3 separate regions of the Mus musculus genome follow, and all the other regions are linked to region 2. Evidence: chromatin contacts called from public HiChIP or PLAC-seq data. All regions are on one chromosome and are shown on one strand. The core of a region is the stretch at or near the end of the contact, and the rest is flanking DNA. Distances in the headings are between cores, read along the strand shown. Region 1 overlaps Rbks (ribokinase). Region 2 overlaps Babam2 (BRISC and BRCA1 A complex member 2). Region 3 overlaps Babam2 (BRISC and BRCA1 A complex member 2).

The links. HiChIP or PLAC-seq counts read pairs in DNA pulled down with a chosen protein or histone mark.
Region 1: a contact with region 2 is called in an H3K27ac HiChIP or PLAC-seq map of the NIH/3T3 cell line, with 3 times the contacts expected there. The contact joins two enhancer-like sites. A contact is called at or near these places in 6 of 484 Hi-C or Micro-C datasets (embryonic fibroblasts, muscle stem cells and uterus), 6 of 115 datasets of contacts at active chromatin or transcription factors (the NIH/3T3 cell line, embryonic stem cells, fibro-adipogenic progenitors and 1 more) and 2 of 9 other capture datasets (adipose tissue and pancreatic islet).
Region 3: a BATF HiChIP or PLAC-seq map of CD8 T cells shows a contact between it and region 2, with 5 read pairs. The contact joins two enhancer-like sites. A contact is called at or near these places in 2 of 39 promoter capture datasets (3T3-L1-derived adipocytes and cranial neural crest), 1 of 484 Hi-C or Micro-C datasets (nephron progenitors) and 2 of 115 datasets of contacts at active chromatin or transcription factors (CD8 T cells and embryonic stem cells).

The regions. Positions count from the first base shown.
Region 1 is chr5:31,628,940-31,631,709 of GRCm38.p6, forward strand. All of the region lies in intron 7 of Rbks (ribokinase), which reads right to left. The region is part of intron 2 of Gm38424 (a long non-coding RNA gene); the gene reads left to right. Among named protein-coding and RNA genes, the nearest start is that of Mrpl33, 16 kb to the left of the region's middle. Within about 2 kb of position 1,347, at least 145 of the 459 cell types and tissues checked have an H3K27ac peak or open chromatin away from gene starts, as enhancers often do. A contact at or near this core is called in the NIH/3T3 cell line, embryonic fibroblasts and muscle stem cells, where this site is marked.
Region 2 is chr5:31,859,192-31,861,927 of GRCm38.p6, forward strand. The region is part of intron 6 of Babam2 (BRISC and BRCA1 A complex member 2); the gene reads left to right. Among named protein-coding and RNA genes, the nearest start is that of Gm52770, 140 kb to the right of the region's middle. Within about 2 kb of position 1,435, at least 60 of the 459 cell types and tissues checked have an H3K27ac peak or open chromatin away from gene starts, as enhancers often do. A contact at or near this core is called in CD8 T cells, the NIH/3T3 cell line, embryonic fibroblasts and 1 more, where this site is marked.
Region 3 is chr5:32,012,606-32,015,305 of GRCm38.p6, forward strand. All of the region lies in intron 10 of Babam2 (BRISC and BRCA1 A complex member 2), which reads left to right. Among named protein-coding and RNA genes, the nearest start is that of Gm52770, 15 kb to the left of the region's middle. Within about 2 kb of position 1,271, at least 7 of the 459 cell types and tissues checked have an H3K27ac peak or open chromatin away from gene starts, as enhancers often do. A contact at or near this core is called in CD8 T cells, where this site is marked.

The DNA.
Region 1 (2,770 bases), core at 97-2,596, 230 kb before region 2:
CAGTTTTCAGCGAGGTCATCTGTGTGGGACTCCAGTGACATAGCAGGACTGCCACCTCTTTATGACCTCGATTGTGCTAGGGTGTGGATGACCACTTGCATGTAATTCTGCACTACAGTGGCTCAAGTTTGCTGTGGAAACCTTACAGGGAAGGCAGACATTGCTTAGTCTTGTCTAGGGAAGGGTTTAGGAAGGACAGGCGGAGAGGCTTTCTTGACTGCCTGTGGGAAGAGCTTGTGTCAGGGATAAACACGAAGATCATGAATCTCTCCCTGTGCCCTGCATGCGATACCGTGTTGGTTACTTTTGCATCACTGTGACCAAAGAACTGAGTAAAAGAGGAGGAGAGGGTTGTTTTCCTCATTATTCCAGGGCTGGGGCAGGGGTCCGTAAGGACAAGAAAAGCACTTCATGGTAGGAGTGTGTGGCTTGACATAGCCTTCAAAGGCCTGTGCCTAGCAACTCACCTGCTGGCCTGGCTGTTTGTCCTCCAGGTCCTCTGTGCCACCCCCTGGGGGACAAGCACTCAGAATGTGAGTGTGAGGGGACCAATTGGATTCAAATCACAGCAGGTACCATTTCCTCTATGCTTGCCACAGGAGCAGAGAGTTTGAACTAGATTGCCTCAGGCAGGTGTGGGGGAAGAAGGGGACAACAGAGGAATTGTTGTTTTCAGGGGATAAAGGCTGAGAAGGACAATCAGAGACTCTTTACTGCTGAGGGAGGAACAACAACCAGGAGGGACTCAACAGGAAGGAGAAAATGCAGGAAACTGAGGAAGGTAAGAAAGATGGAGAAGATGGGAGGAAACTGGCCATGGCCAGAGCAGGCCTGGGGGTTTCAAGCAGGTACTGTCGTCCTGGGAGTGAGAGGCTGAAGTGTAACAACAGAGATCAGAAGTCACCAGAGCTGAGGCTACCTGGAAACTATGGGAGGGAGGGAGGGAGGGAGGGAGGGAGGGAGGGAGAGAGAGAGAGAGAGAGAGAGAGAGAGAGAGAGAGAGAGAGAGAGAGAGAGAGCACATGCCATTCTAAGAATGCCTCATCTTACAGGAGGGGGGTACCAGCAATGAAACAGGCTTATAAGAGTCCTAGTTTGTCAAATTCCAGATGACAGAAAATGGGTGAGTTGGAAGGAATGACAGATATTAAATGTGGTTGGGAAAATCCCCAAGGTAAAACACTTGCTGGGCAGCACCGCAGCTCCCGGGTGATCTTGCGAGAGTGATGTCAGCCCTGAGGCTTCATCTGTTAGGAATCTGAACCCACATGGCATGATTCAGAGGCCAAACTGCCCGAGCCACCCGAACAGAGCCCCCACATTCCTCCTGGATGTCTTCACACATTCCATCTGACAAGTAGATACCACTTGCTTTTCTTTTCAAGGCCTCTCCCTCCATAGAGCTATTCAGAGCCCACACTGCAGGCTGAATTCCTTAGTCTGCTTGTGGTTTCAGAAATGGCTGAAACATGATGACACACCATTTCTTTTTCAAGGATTTGACTAGGGGCTCAGGAGAGAGCAGATGTAAATTGTCAGGGTCCCCACTACCTTCTACATGGTGCTGGGGGCCAGATTTGCTCTAGAGCACTCGGGTCAGCCCTGCTCTCTGCATTTGGTTCGGAATGGAATTGCCTTCCAGGGATCATTTTAGGGAGCTGCCTCAGTTGCTCTAGGCTGGCCTGGCAGTCAGGCCTACCCTCCTCTGGCACTGATGTCTAAGCATACACTTCTGCCTCCTTCCCCTGTCCAGGAGCTGAGGCATGAGAACCTGATTGGGTTTAGGCATCCCAAACTTCAGGGACACCATGCAGAAGGACCTTTTAATCTCTCTTCAGTCTCTTTGTTACCTCAGTCATCTTTTAGGGATGGTGAGTGGGTTGCCTTCTCACTTGTATTGAAGCCTCTCTGCCATTTGAAAAACTCACAACTGAGATGTTTTCTCAAGTGGAACCATGCACAAATGGGGTGGGGTCAGACAGATCCAAAACCCCCATTTGACTGATGTACTGGTTGTGTGATCTCTGGCAGGTTGTTCAGCTTTTCTGCATCTATTTACCTGTATGATGGGACTGTTGTAGCTACTAATTCAGACAATGTCAGGGGGTCCAGGAGAGCCTGGCAGAATGGGTGTTCAACACAGCAGGGCAGACTACATGGTATATCAGAGGCCATTTCTTTTACATGTAGTAGAAACTCATGACCTAGATGAGTGGGGGCAGACAAGGTTCCAGGAACAGAAGGGGTCACCATCATAGGGACTCCATCCTTTGAGAGTTAGAGCAAGGTTGATTTTCTGTTCCCAGCTCAGAGGAGAAGAGTCAGAGGGCTTGGAAGGGGTAGAAGCTAGTATCCTAGAGCCCCTGATTATGCAGGCCAGGATGTAAAGAGCTCCAGCAGTGGCCATCAGAATTTCCCCGGAACTTTGACCTTCACTCCGCTGTGGGCTAGGTGAGGTTCTCCATGAACCCTTTAGTGAGTTCATGAGAATCTGAAAGGAAATAAACCTTGAGACCTGTGATTCATGTAATTTATGTCAAATAGCCCAAAGAGTTGTTTGTGAGCTTTGAAACCTGGGGCTGAGAACATAGCAGAACAGGCTAGGACATGCCCGGGCAGGCCTGTCGTTACATGTCCTGACTGGCCTAGTGCCTCCCTATCTCCCGCCCTTCTGACAGTCTGTTAATGTTTAAATGGACCAATCATGTGAAACCGCGCCAATTCCTCCCCCAGCCCCACCCCTTTTCTATAAAAGTCCCTAGCTTCCAAG
Region 2 (2,736 bases), core at 185-2,684:
CACCCGCTCGTCACACTTTCCCTGCAGTTGGAGAGGCAGTAATGAGCCTGTGAAGTAGGATTCCTATAGCAGGGGACAGGAGGCAGGGGAATGTGGTGGGAATTCTCACAGGCTGGTCACAGAGCAGCCTAACAGAGTACCTGCTGCTCTTCCCTCACAGCCACTGGGACAGGCAGGGAAAACAGCGGTCCTCTTCTCCTGCAAGAGGAACTTCTGTCTATGACTGGTATAGAGAGGCCAGAGTCACAATCATCTGATCCCTGATCCCTAGAGAAGACCAGACAAGTGCCTTCCAAGTGGAGAAGGTTCTTTCAGAGAAGAAAATTGCTCCCTGCTGCAGATTGTCATAGTGTATCTACAGCTGTCTTAACATTGGAAACCATTACCACCATATAAGATTAATAGATCTGACCTATCGGTTGAGGAATAGCTAGCTAAGTGGTCATCACACCTCAGCATACCTTAGGCACCTGCCTTCCCACTAGATACCTTATGCCGGGCCCTCTCAGAGTTCTAGATGCTGAGCTGTTACCCTTCTTTGACCAATTCTCTTATTTTCTGGCCAAAAAGAATGTAGGCAGCCTGGTGTGGCTGGTGTGGTGATATCCCCAGGATTCTAGCACTTGGGGCTGAAGGCAAGAGAATCAGAAATTGAAATCCAGTTCTCTCTCTCTTCCCCTCTCTTCCTCTCTCCCTCTCTCCCTCTCTCCCTCTCTCCCTCTCTCCCTCTCTCTCCCTCTCTCCTTCTCTCTCTCCCCCTACCTTCCCCTCTCTCTCTCCTTCTCTCTCTCTCTCTGTGTTTGTGTGTGTGTGCATGTGTGTATATGCCCATGTGTCTGTCTGTCTGTCTGTCTTTATGTATGTATGTTTAAATTAAACAGAACTCTTTTCATCCAAAGTAGGAGATATCCATGGTTTCTTTACTCTGTTTTAGTTCCATTATTTTTCAGAAGACCAAGACCAAGTTATAGTCTGGATATGGAAATGACCTAGCAACCTGAACAGCACAGGGATATTTTCTCAGATGTTCCAAAGATGTTTTTATTTGTAATGATCAATTGTAATAAAACTGAGCCAACCTGAAATTGTTTATATTCATTGAAAGCAAGGAAACATTGAGACAAAATAACAGAAACCCAGAGTCTAAGATGTGATCTTGAATATTGCTGTGGGGAAAACAAAACAGCCCATTCACCAGGTTGTCGGTAACTTGAAAGTCAAGCACAGTTGTGTTTTTAGCATGTTCTGTTTCTCACCTAGAAGTTACCAGTGTAGCATTTCTAGGAAGGCACAATTGCATTCTTATCATAATGCAAGGAAATGTGGGGTGGTTGTTCTCTGATGTGGTTGAAATTGACATCACATAACTAAATGATTTATGATTTTTATTAAAAGCAGACGTAGTAGAAGAGGGAATGCTTGATGTCATCTGAGTTCTGTTAGTGGTTGAGAACAGGAAAGATATCAGGTTACACTTTAGTTCCACTGTCAGCTTTGCCCCAACCCAGACCTTGGGCAAGTTGCTTGTTTCTGTCTGTATATCTTATTTGAAATGAATGTAATACCTAGGTCAAATTGTATCTTTGAGGAAGAATGATGATAAATCTCCAGATGATAATAGTTGGTGCATTCTCTGGTTGGTTGTTTTTTTTGGTTTGGTTTGGTTTGGTTTTTGGCATATAGGGTACTTTATTAGTTAATTCTGTCCTTCAGTAATCTGGTCAACCCAGCAGCAGCTAGAAGTAGTGTAGGGTTCTCATTTGGAGACATGTTCCCTAGCTCTTTCCTTGACTCCTTGACTCCTTTATGTAGTTCAGCTCTGGTCCTATGTGGAAACTGGCTTCACCTTCTCTCAGTTTTGCTGACTCACTGTGAAAATACAAAATCCTATTCCTTTGACTGCCTGCATCACTCTCCTCTAGAAACCTTGCTAATTCCATCAGTCCAGGGCTTGTTTCCATTTCATATGTGTCCTCAGTACCTGGGTCATAATTTCTCCCTACCCTCTGCTGCTGTTCTCCATAGTTTATGACACATACGATGCTGGTTCATCATTGGTCCAGCCTGCCAGTTTCTCTCTATCTCCACGTTGGCTCTCTGCCCTCCCATTTCTGCCTACCTTCTCCTAACCCTCTTGTTTCTGAAGCCCTAGTACTCTTCTCTGCTTAGTAAGTCTCAAACCAGTGCCTCTTCCACACTTCCACATCTTGAGCCACTTCTGGACTTTAGCCTATCACTCATGATCATCTGCCTAGCAAGTCTGTACGTCAGCCCCACGCCCATAGCCCTCCTAACTGTCCACCTTGTTCACTGTGGTTGACACCACATGCTTTGCCCCTTTCTGTAATCTGACGGTTGAACATGGGAAGAAATCCTTAGAGACATACTAATTTGCTTCCCTAAAATTTGTGGTTCCCATTTTGTTTGGGACTCTTATTATGTCTGGGCTTTACAAACCTGATTCTTTAGCACATTTTCTTCAGCGACTATTAAATGTTTTCCATTTTTCCCTATATTTCCAGTTCTAACTAGAATCACTCTCCCTCTTTCTTGGAAGATTGTTTCCACTCTCCCTGAGTGATGGCTGCTCTTTGCTGCTGTGTGCTCTCGTGAGCAGAATGTTGTACATGTGCATTGTGTCCATGAGGTCTGGCTTAATTTCAAAGTAACAAGACTAATGCTTGTCTTTATCCCAGGCTTAAAAGGTAGCCATCTTTGAAATAAATGCAACTCTTC
Region 3 (2,700 bases), core at 21-2,520, 150 kb after region 2:
AAGAGTAAAGCCATCCTCTCAGCTGCCTCTGCCCTGAGCACAGTGCTGTATGCCCTTGCTGCAGAAGCAGGGTGCCCTATGGCATAATCTAGCAGGCACAAAAAAGTTGGCTGCCAGGTAATTCAGTAACCCCCAAGCTGTGATGTTTCTCAAAAGTGACTTACTTTTTTGGGTCCAAATCCCACTTTTAGGTATATTAATGAATGTACTTGAAGAGATCAGACTTGGTAAAGTGACTGAGGGTGGGAACCACAATGATATGTATTAGAAATTGTTTTAAACCAGAGCTGTACTTCACAATGTTTATGTAGGATTGGCATATTTACTTCTCATGTGAGAGATTCTTAGTTTTATATAATCATTTGTAATATTAATAACTATGAGAGCAACAGGAACTAGTTGATTATTAGCAAGAAATAAAACCTGTCTATTCCTTCTATTGTTCAGAGTGCTAAAATATGTGGAAAAACAGAAGGGGAAAACAAGCCTCCTTGTTATCATGGGACTCCTGGGCCTTTTAACTAACTCACACATTTTGATTGGTCTTAACCCAGGACTTGTGTGAAGCTAATGGTGGAGACAGGCAGTTCTCAGCTACACATGCAACATGCCTTCCTCCCCGGGTTCCCAGCTCAGAGCTCTGGCCCCGAGCAACCACCATCACTACTTTGACTCAAATTGAAACTTCCTTCTTCTTTGGAGTTCACTTTCTAAAAGCCTATTTGCAACTTCTGGCTCTAGGTTGAAAATTTCATTCACAAACCTTCCTGGGTAATATTCCCTTGTGAATTCTTAGACTTCAATAACACCTTTTTAGAGAACCAAAGGGATGTCTTTTGAGGAGGGGGCTGTGAGTCAGACCTACAGTCAATGTAGATTCGTGTTCTCTGTGCCCCCTTGAACCTGTGGCACAGTTCTCCTTCATGGTAACTAGTGGAGTAAAGTAATCTTGAAAGTGAATTTTTCTGATCAGAGTTCCTGAAAAGTTTCAGTCATTTTTGACCCCAAAATGTACTAGGCTGCTTTCCAATTAACAAGTTGTAACCAACGTAGGCCTCCTGCTTAGAAAGAAAGCCACATTCACAATAACTTATGGTATTGATCTCCTTGAGTGAAATGATTTTTGCATAGTTAGCATTAAAAAGGTACCATTGATGACTTACAGGCAATCTTTGGTGCAGAACTGTGGCTGTTGACAATAATAGTCATCTCTATAACAGAAACTCTGGGTATGCTGTGCCCCAGATGCGCTGATCAGTACTTTGTTTATCTCATGATTATTAATCCACCTAGCACCCTTCTATGAGTCATTACTAGTTTTACCCTGTGTAGCAAAAGACCATACTGTGGCACAGTAAAATTCAGTGACAGCTAGGACTTCAATCTCGGAACTGAGCCATGGCTTCATTATGACACTGCTCCAGATAATCCACTGGTAATGTCCCCAGGTATGTGTGACAACTTTCAAACTCCTTCAGAATTTCATGACAAATCTGGAAGCCCCAACATCAGGAGCAGAATGTCAATGTCAAGCCCCACAAATAGACATGACCTCTCCCTTCTGAGGAGTGAGTGGACTTCTCCAGAGGTGACATTCCTAGTGGTGGCAGTTGTGATCTCTTCCTGAGAAACATAAATATACAAGCTGGAGATAAAAATTCACTCTGACCATAGAAAGAACAAACTATATGGTTTAATGAAAGAATTAATGAGCAACTGAGTGTCCGAAACTCAGCATAGACAGTGAATGTGGCTAATGGTTCATCACACAGAGTTCAGAGGGACCTGCAAGATCCCATAATCGCCCAGGCCCAGGAGGTGATACAGATGTGGGAGTGGCCCTGGTCTAGGACAAGGGGCAGGAGTTGAACTGTGGCCAAGTGTGTGCTCCTTTACGCACTCACCATTGGTTATTCGCTAAGTACGGTGCAAGCAGTTCTGTGTGGTGGACGTACTGTGAGCACCTAGGACTCCTTACAAACAAGAGCATTGAGCCAGCAAGATGGCTCAGCAGATGAAAAGGTTCTTTGCCACTAAGTCTAATCCCCTATACTTGATCTCTACATGGTAAAAGGACAGAACTGACCCCAAAAGTTCTCCTCTGACCTCTACGTGTGTGCCCCCTCCAAATATTGCATGTAATCAAAAATTAAAATAAAAAAACACTGCAAGGCCTAGTGGTACCAGCTTATATTCCAGCTACATCAGGAGTCTGAGGCTGGAAGGACCCACAAGTCCATGCTAAGGATCCGGTACAATGTACATTCAAGACCAACCTGAGTCCCATCTCAAAATGTAAAAAGTAAGCTGTCTGTATAGCTTATGGTAGAACACTTGCCAAGCACATGCAAGAACGTGAGATCACGCCCCAGTGCACGAGCAATAGAGAAAGTAACAAGCACAGGTGAAAGCAGAAGTCGCCCAGGCTCCTTGTGTGTGCAACACCTGCACTGCAGCTTTGTCTCTTGTCTCTTCTCCCAAACCTCCTTGTCATTTGCTTTTAGAATTCTCTGGAGTATTTTGAAGCAAGTGTAAACCACATCTCTTGTATCGTCTATGAATACTTCCGTATGCATCTGTGTGTATCTCTAACAGTGGTGATTTCTAAGGAATGCATCCTACATTCTTATAGCTAATTCTTTAACGTCAGGTAATTCTCAGTCTGCCTATAAGCTTCCCTGTTGGTCTCAGATATGCCTT